Linked DNA regions of Gossypium hirsutum: region 1 is linked to region 2. Evidence: chromatin contacts called from public Hi-C data. All regions are on one chromosome and are shown on one strand. The core of a region is the stretch at or near the end of the contact, and the rest is flanking DNA. Distances in the headings are between cores, read along the strand shown. Region 1 holds the start of LOC107914317 (caltractin). Region 2 has its middle 7.2 kb from the start of LOC121222412.

Region 1 (6,813 bases), core at 167-2,666, 39 kb before region 2:
TTTCGAAAACGTTAGTAATCAAATTATAATTTTTATTAGTTAATTGACCAAAATAAAAACTTACCTATAGTTGAGTGTCTAATGGTATAATTTACCCTTAATTTTAATTGTATGATCCTTACCCTTATCCTTCTATAAAAGAATAAAACTAATGAGCTAATTGAAAGGATATCTTAATTGATCCAGAAATCAATTTTACTCCATTACCAATGACTAAGTTACATCTTTACAACAAACAACCTCTTACCCTAATGGGTAAGAAAATCATGTTATAGGCAAAAGAGCTTAGGTCCAATCCCTATTGGGGATAAACCTGATTAAACAACGAACAAGTAAAATAACAAAGAAATTGAAAAGATCGAACTTAAATATTTTACGTGAAAAAATCCCTCCGAAGAGGATAAAAAACCACGAGTAAAGATAATTTCACTATAACGGCAAAAGTAAAGAGAATAAAGATGGAGATAAAACAGAACCTTGAAACTCGAAAATAAGAACCCTCAAAACGTAAACAAAAAATTCTCTGAAAGCTTGTAAAAGCTAATACCTAAATGTGTTATGGGTTATCTTTCTAGGGTGGTAAAAGGTCTACTTATAGGCTAAATTCGTAGGTAAAATAAGATTAAAATAACCTACACTAATCAGAGTTTGATTGGGACAAATAATCAAAATTTGATTGGAAGAAGAAAATTGAGAAAATTGCATAACATGTCGTCTCGTTGTGACGTGGCTGTTGCCTCGTCAGGACGCCCTTCACATGTTGTCGGGACGAGACGTCTCTTCTCGTCGGGAAGTCAGTGGTCGTGTCATTGGGATGACACCTCTTCCTCATCGGGACATCAACTTTATTTCGGTAAAAAATGCGAGGTATACTCCGCAATCCCAAGCAATCCTTTTCTCCACTCCCAATGTCAAAAGAAAATAAAAGTTACATCTTTAGAAATTTAAATTCATATGATAACTTATAGATAAAAACATCCTGCGAAATGCATATCACATCACATTAAATTTTCAAAAAGAGATTTAACAACTAAACCGAACATCAATTTGTTGGAATCCTTTCAAAAACAAAGATCAAAGATTTGATTTCTTTCATATCTATTTTATTGTTATATTCGGAATTAATATTTGATGCACGAATAGTATATAATTTTATCCACTATTAATGAACCGGATTATTACAAATGATTTAAATATATTTAAAAATCTATTTTCATTTTTAAAATGATATTCTATAATTTAATTTATTAACAATAGTAGACCATTAATAAATCAAATATAAATCCATAAAACAAAATCAGACCAATTCCATAAATAAATGCAAAGCACACCTAAATTTAGTTTATAAGGGCCAACAAAGGCCCACTTAAGCCCATTATTGGCTTATATTAGTTAACAATGGGCCTTTTCACGGAGGAGTCAACAAAGATCAATTAACCGCGTAAAGAACCAATTCTTTCTCTTTCCTGAAGTTAAAATCTTCAAAATCAAGTCTTTGCAATTGCTTTTCTTTTGAAGTTGGGACTTCTCTCGAACTGGTTTAAGATCTCATCTCAGTGAACAATGGTATGTTCTTCATATTTATCTCTACCATTCAATTTACTTTGTTTTAATCAATAATTATACTCCTCTTTCTTCTTCTTTACTATTATTGTTAAAGATTAGGGTTTAGTTTACTGCCTACTGTTTGGTAGATTAGGGTTTATTTTGGATTGAATTGTGAAATTTTTTTGTTTTATAATAAAATGAGATGGATGAGATATGTGGTGAATTAGCAGGACGTGGAAATTAAAAAAAAAGAAATCGGTGATGTCTGTAAAGTGCAGCAATTATGGATGAAACCCTTTAATTTGAAGATTCCTTTAACTTGAGCATAATATTTTCTTTGTTTTTGATTATTTAAGGCTTGCTGAATTTGGAAATATCTATGTTTCTCCGGATCTTCATTTTGCTTGAAGTATCAGTGCCTGAAACCTTTGTCCAACACATTTTTGGATAAGAATCTTGGTAAAAAGAAAAATGCATCTGCACTGTAATAGCATCCGACACTCGCACTCGAGTCTGATTAACATAACCAAGTATACGTGGGATGATGTTGTAAGACTTTTGTCCAACTAGAATTGGTCTTGATCATGTCTTTAATGAATGTTTGATCAGGCTAGTCTTTACAGAGGGGCATCAAGGAAAGACAAGCAGAAGGGAAGACACCATGGATTAAGCCAACAGAAGAGGCAAGAGATTAAGGAAGCATTTGAACTGTTTGACACTGATGGCTCAGGTATGGAATGGCTTGTCTAATACAGGTGTTATATATGGTGTGTGGTTGGCATTTTTACTAAATTATAGGTTTGAATTTGCCGGCCAGGTACCATCGATGCCAAAGAGCTGAATGTTGCCATGAGGTACGAGTATTTATGCATGATATTTCATGTTTTTAAATAGATCTTTTAGTTGATATCTTCACATTGTCACTGAAAGTTTTAGCATTACAGGGCTCTTGGTTTCGAAATGACAGAAGAGGTAACTTTTTGTATTTTCCTTTTTATATCTTGCAATAGATAGCATATTAATGTGATTATCTTGGAATCCTTATGTTTTGATATGCTGTTTCACAACAGCAAATCAATCAAATGATTGCGGATGTTGACAAGGATGGCAGTGGTGCCATTGACTTTGATGAATTTGTTCACATGATGACTGCCAAGATCGGGGAGAGGGACACTAAAGAAGAGCTTATGAAAGCATTCCAAATCATTGATCAAGATAACAATGTAAAAATCTGTTTTTTACCTGTTTATTTAGAATGGATGTTGTTAGCTATTTTCTGTAAGATTGATTCTTCATTCATTTTGAATTCAGGGAAAGATATCTGCTGATGACGTTAAACGCATTGCAAAGGAGCTTGGTGAACACTTCTCCGAAAAAGATATTCAGGACATGATCGAAGAAGCAGACCGAGATCGTAAGCTAGCCTTTCTTCTTGAATCTCAATACAGTAGACTTTGACTTTTTACTTTACAATTTTGCTCCAGATGATTGTAATGCTTTGATGTCATTCACATTTTACTTTCTCGAACCTTGTTTGGATATCCATAATAATGTCGAGCTTACTAGGAGTGAGCATTCAATTTACTTTACACTGGCCTAACCAAAACCGAGCTTCCAAACTGAATAAGACCAAAACCGGTTAAACAGAACCTATTTAATCGAATTGCTTATGTCTCGGTCTGTTTTGTTAGTTAACCCCAATCTTGCATACCCCTAGAGCGGACAAGATTTTGTTCTTTACATGACACGTTAAATCTCATCTCTGTTGAAACATACATGATAATCAATGTTCAATTGGTGAATGCAGACGACGGGGAGGTAAGTATTGAAGAGTTCATGAGGATGATGAAGAAAACTACATATGGCTACTAGAAGTTTGACATATGGCCGGAGGGAGTGTTTGATCGCAGCCATGCTGTAGCTGTAGCTGCAGCTGTAGCATTGTTGTATAATTAAACTAAAAAAAACATGTTGTGTATGGATATATGTAATGGGATTGAATGTTTCTCCATGACTTTTAAATATGTTCTCTATTATTTAATTTTTTGGTACCGAAATAGAAGTTTTGGTATCAAAGCCTTGCAACCATCTACAATGGTAATATCATATTTGCCAATCAAGTCACTGTAAGCATAAATCAATTCCTGCATGTATACTTTTTAATCAATCTCTCCAAGCAGCAATGCTTTATTAAGTATACCCATCCTGCGTGGGCCTAGACCACCTTGGACCTTTGGGAGCATTCAAGGTGGATCTTATTCTTGTTATCTTCATGTTTCCAACTGAAGTTCCCTATGATTCTTCTCTATCATGTTTGAATTAATATCTTGTCGGCTTTGTTTGGGCCAATGTCCCGTGATGATATATATGGTGGTGGCAGGCGCAGCAGTATATTTGCAATTATTACAACTTTTGTATTATCTAAATTCATTTATTATCCATATTAAAAACTACACCAACGGTGAATAGAATAATTTTTTAATATCTAAAAAGAACTTAAAAAGTAAAAGGAATTTAAATAAGGGAGTTGTTAAGCATTTAAAAAATCTTGTCTAGAATTTGTACCATTACGTGGATGCCTCTATGAATAGAATTGATAGTTCATCACAATAGTATTTCCTTCTATTATTTTCTTCCCATTATGTAATTAATATCAACATGTTTTACGGTAATAGTAATACACACCTTATCGTAAGGTAGTTGTTGGGAAAGTTGTTCCTTGTTTCATATATGACGAATTTTCTCTCTAATTGGGGTCATCGATTTGGGCTTTGAATAGGTTTTATTTTTGCTAAACTTGAATGTGGCATATTTGATAAAAACTAGAAGCATGGGTCGACTAGGATACTAAGTCTCCCAGTCGACTTCCCTAAGGTGGTTTGATTAGCATGGAAGTCTTATTATATCTTAATGATAAAGAGCTATTTTTTAGAGATAAATATCAGATTTATTCAAGGGAATTTCTCAAAGATGTATCTGCTGCTATAATAGCCTATAAATAGGCTTCATTCTCTCTTGGTAAATCATGATAGAGACAGCTAGAATATCTTCACTTTGTTGAGTTCTCATTACTGACTTTTGTTTCTTTCTTGTTGAGAGCAATTTTTGGAGTGTCTTTGTCGATAGCTTTACTATGTTTTCTTGTGATTATTTTGCAACTCTTTTAGGTATTCTTTGGAGAGTTTATTGATTGTATTGTGAGGTATTTGGGTGAATGATTTTTGACAATTGGGGTTGGTATTGGGGCTACAATTGCTTTTTGGTATAAGGGTAGACTGAGCTTAAACTAATAGGTGATTTGGACGATTATTGAATAAAATAATTCATTGGGTGAGGCTTCGCAGACGTACATTATGTCTAAACTATGTTAACAAAGATTGGTTATGTCGTTTATTTTTTGCTCTTATTTTTTTCACTGCCTGTTTTTGTTCTAACTGTCATTACAATGAATATTAAACAAAGTTGATTTATCATATCTGTAGACTAATTTTTCAGTTGATATCAGAGCGGACTTCAAAAGTTATTTGAAGATTATCTTTTGTTTGGTTTATGACTATGGAATCCATGAAGGTAGTTTGATTACTCGATTCCATTGCTACTTGGTTCAACAAATTATGCTTGTTGGAAGGCTTGTATGAGGGCTTTCATTGTGTTTGTCAATGAAGTAGCTTGGGAAGCTATTGAAGATGGGTTGACTCAACCTACTATAATTGCTGCTGATGGCACTACATGCCTTAAAGAAAGAAGCAAATACACTGATGCAGAAAGAATGGCTTGTCATGAAAACTTACAAGCCCTAAATGCCATTTTTAGTGGAGTTGACTTGGACCAACTTAAAGTCATTTTTGTATGTGAATTTGCGAAGGAGGCATGAACAATCTTGAAAAACCAACATGAAGGAAATGATGTCATACGCATGTCAAAACTTTTGATTTTAACAACTAGGTTCGAAAATTTGAAAATGTTTGAAAATGAAACTATCTTTAAGTTTTATGCAAGATTATGTGTGATTTCTAATAGGCTTTCTGCCTTAGTGAGCATTTTTCTGATGATAAAATGGAAGAGGCCAAAGATTTTACTACTCTCAAGCTGGATGAGTTAATAGGCTCACTCCAAACCTTTGAGCTGAATATAGAGGAAGCAAAACATGACAAAATGGGTTTGCCAAAGAATGTAGTGTTCAATCTCAAAAGACTATCCCAACAGCCAAACAAACAGTGGAGGACACTGATGAGATAAAAAAAAATAGTCATGCTCACAAAGAGGATGAAGAGGTTTGCTAAGAAGGGAACTAAAGTAGTTACCGATGAGACAAATAAGAAGGATGTTTAATGTTATGAATGTAAGGGATTTGCTCACTTACAATCAAAATGTGTTAATACTAAGAAGAAGGAGAAGTCACTCATAGTCACTTGGAGTGATGAAGAAAGTTCTAATGTAGATGAATATGTGAGTAACTATGTTACTTTATTACTACGGTCCCAAACCATGTTTCAATAGATTCTGAAGAAGACTTGGATAATGATGATATTCCTTTTAAATCTTTAGAAGATGCTTATAGTCATATTTTAAATAAAATGGAGATATTATTCCAATTAAATGATTCCTTGGTGGAAGAAATAATTATCCTTAAAGGAGAAAAAGAAAAGCTCAAAATTGTGGTCCAAGAAAAGGATGATGTTTTGAAAGCTACCATGAGTGAGCTAGATGATGCAAAAACTGTCTTGAAAAATTTGGGAGGCCAAAGTGAGAAGCTTGATGAAATTTTGGCTTTAAGGAGAACTAAATTAGGCCATAGAAGACTTTATTACATCAAAAAAGGTAAGGAAACTATTGCTCATCCAATTTTTGTTAATGCTAAATATATGGGTTCTTCTTTTCATCATGAGGCTAGGAATAAAAACTTTAGAAAGATTGTATGCCATTATTGTGCAAAAGATAGACAAATTAGACCCCACAGTTATAGAATGATGAGAGATTGAAAGAAGTTCAACTCAACTACTACACTTGTTAGAATAATGAATGGAACAAGAAAGCCACAATATAGGCACATTTGGGTAAGAAAGGATCGAACACATTTGAGTAGTGAATACTGAAATTTGATTAATGTTCCTGTGAAACATGAATTTACAACTGCTTTTGTTGATAAGGTAGCATTTAATCTTATCTTCTTAAACAACATGACAAAAGTCGTGTCACACCCTGATTTATATTTGTTTGCTTTGAGAGCTTAGACAAGCATGAGTATCTGATCTAGTGGTTAAG
Region 2 (6,818 bases), core at 2,707-5,206:
TAATTTATTTCTGTTTCTATAAATATTTGACACAAATATCTATTTGCTTCAGTGGTTAAGAGTTCTAGATGTGTGTATGAGGTCTTGGGTTCAAGTCTCACTTTTAGCAAATTTTGTTATTTTTGATCCAAGCCTTACCCTTGTAGAGCGAGCTTATATAAAATTATTTGTTAGCCTATATCAGAATGAGTCTAGTGGTTCGAATAGTAAAAGAGTTAGTGTGTTAGAGGTTTTGTCTGTACAAGTGTGGATGTTAATTTTTGCTTCTGGTGTTTATTAAAGGCTGGAAATAACTGGGATTCTGAGGTGGTTGTGAGTCAGTGGGTGAGTGGAAGAAAAATAGGGGATATGTTAGATATCTTTTTATTTTTCTTTTTCAAACTTTACTTAGTTTTTCTCCTCTTCTTCCAAAATTTAACGTTAGTTTATGTTTCTCCACTTTTCTGTCAATTTTTCTTTTCTTGTTCTTTCTATCTTCATCTCCCTGTTAATTTTGGTGCTTTCGGCTCATTGTTTACGTGTGTTGTGGTAAGTGGTGGTAAGGTTTTGCTGAAGTTAAGAGGGGGTTTTCTTTTAATTTCATTCTAAAGATGTTCTTTTTCGTTAGTTTAATTTCTAGGTTTTTGTAGCAATGAATTGTGAAAAATAGGGCTCTCCTCTTGTAGAATCATAGCTTAAATTGTTCGGAGGTTAGGGTAAGTGATGAACATTTGAATTGAACTATTTTTAGTTTCGTGGTTTCGGTCTAATTGTGAATTATGACTGATTTTGGGAGTTGGTTTGTTGTTTTTAGGTTCTGGTGGTCTCAGGTGTGTTCTCGCATCAAAACTGAAATAGGTGTGTACCCTAAATGTGAAAAATCGAGCTTCGACAAAAGCCAAAAAACCACAGTCGACGCCACACGGGTGTGTACCTGGCCGTGTGGTTGGCCGTGTGTGAGACACGACTGTGTGGTTGATGAGGGCATGGTTGTACGTAAGACACGACCGTGTAGTGGTATGAGTGTGGCCACGTGGGCTACACGGGCTAAGCCAAGTTGGGCGTGTGGGTTTTGGGCCAGGTCGTGTGGGCCACACGGGCAAGACCAATCTAGACGTGTGGGCCACACGGGCATGTGGGACAATAATTCTGTAACACGGGTGTATGTCTGGTCGTTTGTGAGACACGGTTGTGTGGTTGACGAGAGCATGGTCATACGCAAGACACGGTCATATGGTAGTGTGAGTGTGATCGCATGGGTCACACGGGCTAGGCCAAGTTGGGTGTGTGGGCTTTGGGTTAGGCCGTGTGGGGCATACGGGCAAGGCCAATTTGGGCGTGTGGGCCACACGGGCACAGGTCGTTCCGATCGACTGAGGGCCTACCGTAGGGTTAGTAAGGGCTAACCAAACCCTAAAATTATGTGAGATCTGATATTCTGTTCTGGGTTTGACACTGTTATGCATGTCTGATTATTCTATTAGCTATTTTTATATGACATCCGTTACGAGCATGTTATGCATCATATTACTATATCTGTATGTCTATATCTGTGACCAGGGTGGGTTTTGTATATGTGGAGGAAGTGTTCTGTATGGCGACCTTCGCCTATACTCTGGCAGCATGGTTGCATATTGTCTAATATGTGTCGTAATGACAGAGTGTGATGTGTAGGGATGGGTGGGTGTTTTTAACCCCACATGGTATGATGGGATGGTCGGAGTTGGTGTGTAGAGGATGGGGAATATGATTCTGTATATATGTTCTGCATATCTGATTCTATTATCTGTATTTGTATATCTGAACCCGACTGTGTATGTGTTATCTACATGAAAAGCATGTCTAATTCTGTTGGGTTACACACTAAGTTTACAAAAAATCACATCTGTATGTCTGTTCTGTTCAGGTAATCCACAGACTTAGGCGAATCGGTATGAAGGAGTGTCGCGGTGACCACAAGTTCGTACTGCTTAAGATTATGATATTTACTTATTTAATTATGTTTTGTTTTCTGGGAGTTTTTTAATTTATGGACTCTTCGGACTGTTTGACTTAATTATGGTTTTGGATTTTGACTTGACTTTTTATTTGCGACAGATGGCTAAACATGATTTTTACTAAAACAACGGTTTTCTGAAAATACGAACGGGGTTATTAAATATAACGATTTTTAATACTTCCGTCATAAAGTATGTTTTGACAATGAATTGCTTAAATAACATTTTTTGTAATAGTTTATAACGAATAAAGATTTCAAAGCTTTAATCGAAACAACTCTGTTTTCAAAACCTCTCTTTGTGATATCTCCAGATTCGGCCATAACATCTAGGCCGGGTTTAGGGTGTTACACCAAGTCCCTGTTTCTTTTACGTGATTCCTAAATTGAATTTAATTGAAAACCAAATATCAAACATTCTTAATTAAATATTAATTTAAATATAACCTAATTTTGAAACTAAAATTGGATCTAACTAATCAATATAAAAAACCATATCCTTAATCAAATCTAAACATAAATTGAATTCTTTATTTTCAAAACAATTTTTTTCCGTTTTCAAACTTTTACAAAATCGTGTAGGTTATTCCTTTTCTTTTCTTTTCTGACGAATAAAATTAAACAAACGATAAAATTTATCTAAACCTTCTTAGATATTCCCAAGCAAGCTCGATTGGAAGTCGAGCATCGATGAACCAAAGAGATAAAGGGAGCATGGAACCAAACTGGTTTGGGTAAAGTTGAGGGTAAGTTTCGTATGGTGGTTGTTTTAGTCATTGAGAGTGTAGAGCTTGTTTGAGAAATTCGTAAAACAACGTAATTTCGAGAGGGCGAGAATGTTGTAGGTAAGATAATGTGGTCGTGGGGGTTGGTTAGGAGGTTAAGGGAACGAGCTCAGAAAACTTTGTTGAGTGTAGATTGCCATAAGTCACGACTAGCGAGGTCTTCGAGTGTGGTGAGCTTGTGGACTATGTCATTGAGAGACCCAAATTGGTTTGTTAAAGCGATGATGGATGATGAGGGCTTGTAATTGTGGGGTGAGAATATGTGAAGCAAGTTTTATTTTGGTTTCAGCTTTCGCCTTTTCTTTTTTCATAAACATAAAAAAGTTTTAACAAATGGAAAATATAGAAAAATTATGTTAAAGAGATGGAGAAGAGAGGAAAATAGAGGGTGAAGCAGAAGAGAATGAAAATAAAGAAAAAATAGAAAATTTAAAAAACATAAAAGAAAATTTTTAAATTGCTCAAAACGAAAAAATATAGGAACCAATTGTATAATTTAACCTAAAATTTTTATTTGAAATGATGGTTTAACGTGTCACGTTAGCTTACCATTGCATTGTTAACGACGATTAACAACTCGGTGACTAAAATGTTATAACACGTTAACGTAAGTGACTAAAACATAACATTTCAAACATAAGTGACTAAAATATAACCTAAGGTAAACAAGAGTGACTATTTTAATAGTTTACCCTATATTTTATACTCTATTTTAAATTTAACACAATTTTTTAACTAATAATTATTTTTAAATTTAATTTAATAATATTCATCAAAATTTTGTCTAAACTCACTTTTAATATAATAGATATATGGAAAAATATTTCAACTAAAGTAAAAAAAAATTGTGATGCACTAAATTGGATCATTCCAATTGGCAAAGCCATTTTGCTTAAGCCCAAGTCCTTCCCTAAGATGAAAATCAACTGCACAAACACCACACCCTCAACATATTTTTAAAACAATTTTGGAATAGGAAAAGAGGACAGCATATTTTGGACAACAAGTGGACATGTTTCCGGGCATAGATTACAATTTAACTGACCCCATAGCTCTTTCAAATGGGCCTTGACGCCCCAATCTTTTATTTTCCTTTTTCAAATAAACATAAACTAAAACCCAAAAGAGAAAATCTATAACTATCAGGTCCAAAGTTTTTATCTGTGGACACGTGGAATGTCTCAATTATGGTCCCTCTATTTTTAGACTAGTGCGGATGCCTAGGAATAGTTGATATTTGATTGCCTTTTCCTCTGGGTTACATGTGTCTTTTTAAAAGAAATCAAAAGTTGAAGAATAAAGCACTCTGACCTGACTAAAGTTATGATCTCAGAATGAGGGAATCAATCCAGGACTGCCTGCCAAGGTTATTTGATAAAGAAGTTAGTGTCTTCATGAGGTTCGACAATTATCTGAAAGAAAAGAAATAAAATTCATAAATTTGCTCTCCATCTGTTTGGTGGAAGAGAAAATAAAAAGGAAACACTCATCAGGCAGCTTGACAGTAGCGTATAGCTTTTTAGTTATTTGCTGCAATGGCCGGACAACCACACAAAAGAAATACATTTCTAGGAATCGTGAATGACCAAAGTCTTCATCGCTTGGGTGCCTTTGTATCTAAACCAAAAAAAAAAAGGCATAACATTCAGCTTCAAGCATAGCATACAAAGCAACAACTGTCCATTATCAGCACAAGCCTCATCAATAACCCACCTCGTTTCATATCCATTAAACTACAAAATAGAATGCCAATTTTAGCCTACCTTCTTTTTATATATAAACTCTCAAATTTCAACTTTAATCCCTATATTATATTTTAATCCCTACCAAATGAGTATTTTTATTTTTTAAATTTTAGAATGTCAAATCAACAAATTTAATATATAAATTTTAAGGTGATGGCAAGTGAACTTGTATTTTTAAATTCAAAAAATATAGAGACTAAATTTCAAAAATGAAGACAATACAAAAACTTGGAAAATATTACAACATTTAAAATTTAACTTTAGCCAAAAATAATTAGTAATTAAATTGGTTGTGGTGGAATAAAAGAATGATACCTAGTCAGCACCACAGTCTTAGTATGTTTAGACCTTTGTAGGACCGTCAAACACTAATTAAATTTGTGCTCGAATCTAACTGCCACTCCTTATTCATCAATTCATCTCTCCATAGCATTAGCTCTGTGGCACTGAGCTGATAAAATTTCTTGTAGAAACTTGTTTTGTTATTTCAAAAGATAGTAAGAGGATGCATCATGTAAAAACGTTTTGAGCTTATGGAGATGAAATCTCGAGTAAAGCAATTGCCCCCATTTCCATGTTGTCTGGGCTAAATTACCTCTTTGATATATATATATATTGAGATGGTCTGCTCATTTTGTTGAGCAAATATTTTGCTTCAAGGCCTGAGCTGGTCACGTTATGTTTGAGTTTAGACCCATTAGGTTGTGGTCTAACAGTAGTCCCAGTTTCCCACCACCCTTAATGGTCTGACTTGTCATTTTTAGAGAGAGCATGTAAGTACGGAAGGACCTAGGATGCATTAATTGTTGATGATCTTGTGAATTGCGAGATTGCAAGAACCTCCAACTTATGCCTGGATCAAACTGTTGCTTCTTATTGGTCACTTCATCTCTCCGTATTTTTAGGTGTCAGGTGTGAAATCATTTTGAGCTTGTGAGGATGAAATCCCATGTAAGGCTTCTGGGCCTATGACCATATTGTCTAGGCTAAATTACGTCTTTTAATTTTTATATTTTGAGTCATCCTAATCATTTTCTTGACCAAATATTGTGTTTTAAGGCTTGAGTTTGTATATTATGTTTGGGTTTGGACCCATTAGGTTATGGAATAAAAAAGTTCTAATAATACAAATAATCTATTTTTTTATAAAATATAAATAAAAATCTAAAAATTCAAAAAATATATAAATTATTTTTTGAATATATATTTTTTCAAAAACTTATAAAATACTAAAAAATGTTTAAAATAGAAATTATATTTTTTTATAAAAAATATTTTTTTATAATTTAGGTTTTTATAAATTTAATTTTCTTTAAAATTATATACATATTTTTATATTAGAAAACAATTCTTCCTAAAAAATCTTAAAATCCAGAAAGTCATAAAAAGTTTTAAAAATTTTAGATTTTTTTCTGTAATTATAAAAATTTATATAATCTAAAAAATCTAAATTCAAAAGGATTAAAATTTATTTTTGTATATAATTACAAATTTTCTAAATTTAAAATTCTAAAATATTATTTTCTATAACCTTATGTTTAGATTGAATAAAAACAAGGAAAATGATAAGAGAAAGAAAGGAAAGTACCATTTCCCTTGTTTGGATAAATTTTACTTTCCTTTAAGTTACTCAATTTTTAACTACCCTAATGTTGGGGGAAAGTTGGGGAAAAGAAAGTGATGTTTCCTTTAACATTATGTTTGGAAAAATGGTTTAAAAAAAGTAAAGGAAAAGAAATGATATAGGGTGGGTTTGGATGGGCGATTAGGTGCGGTGCGGTGCGATGCGATGCGATGCGTTTAGCTTACTTTTTGTCTCACGCTACAGTATCGCTACAGTATTTAATCTCACCGCTACCGCTATTTTTACACTAACCACAGGTAAATGCACTGCCCATCCAAACTCACCCATAGTCTTTTTTTGTTTGGATAGTTCAATTGGTATAGTTAATATTGCAATATAGAGGATATGAATTTGAATGTGTTTAAACGCAATGATTTTTCTAATTTAAGGATTTAAGGGGTTTATGGGTAGAAATAAGCCTTGTATAAAAACAATTAGACTAAGATTTATAAATTAAAGTCTTAAGTGATAAGAATAGGGTAATCCCTTTCACTCTTATTAATAGACCTTAAGAGTATATATAATATTTATACAGCAGTAGTACCGTAGGAATAGGAAAGGTATATAAAATATTCCTAAATATATTCATAAATATATTCCTAAAATATATACAATAATATACAATATATTTAGATATTCCTAAAGCAAAATATCCCATAATAATATCCTAACACCCCCTCAAGTTGGAG

The links. Hi-C and Micro-C count contacts between places; a contact is called where the count stands out from the background.
Region 1: a contact with region 2 is called in a Hi-C map of leaf, with 2.1 times the contacts expected there. The contact joins the promoter of LOC107914317 here to the enhancer-like site in region 2. A contact is called at or near these places in 5 of 34 Hi-C or Micro-C datasets (hypocotyl and leaf).

Annotation. Positions count from the first base shown.
Region 1 is chrD10:13,178,219-13,185,031 of Gossypium_hirsutum_v2.1, reverse strand. LOC107914317 (caltractin) reads left to right here and starts at 1,416. Exons shown (of 7, transcript XM_016843190.2): 1 at 1,416-1,566; 2 at 2,158-2,278; 3 at 2,366-2,402; 4 at 2,493-2,520; 5 at 2,619-2,771; 6 at 2,860-2,962; 7 at 3,356-3,668. The coding sequence starts at 1,564. The coding sequence ends at 3,420.
Region 2 is chrD10:13,141,544-13,148,361 of Gossypium_hirsutum_v2.1, reverse strand. No RefSeq gene overlaps it. Among protein-coding and RNA genes, the nearest start is that of LOC121222412, 7.2 kb to the left of the region's middle. Within about 2 kb of position 3,956, at least 5 of the 9 cell types and tissues checked have an H3K27ac peak or open chromatin away from gene starts, as enhancers often do. A contact at or near this core is called in hypocotyl and leaf, where this site is marked.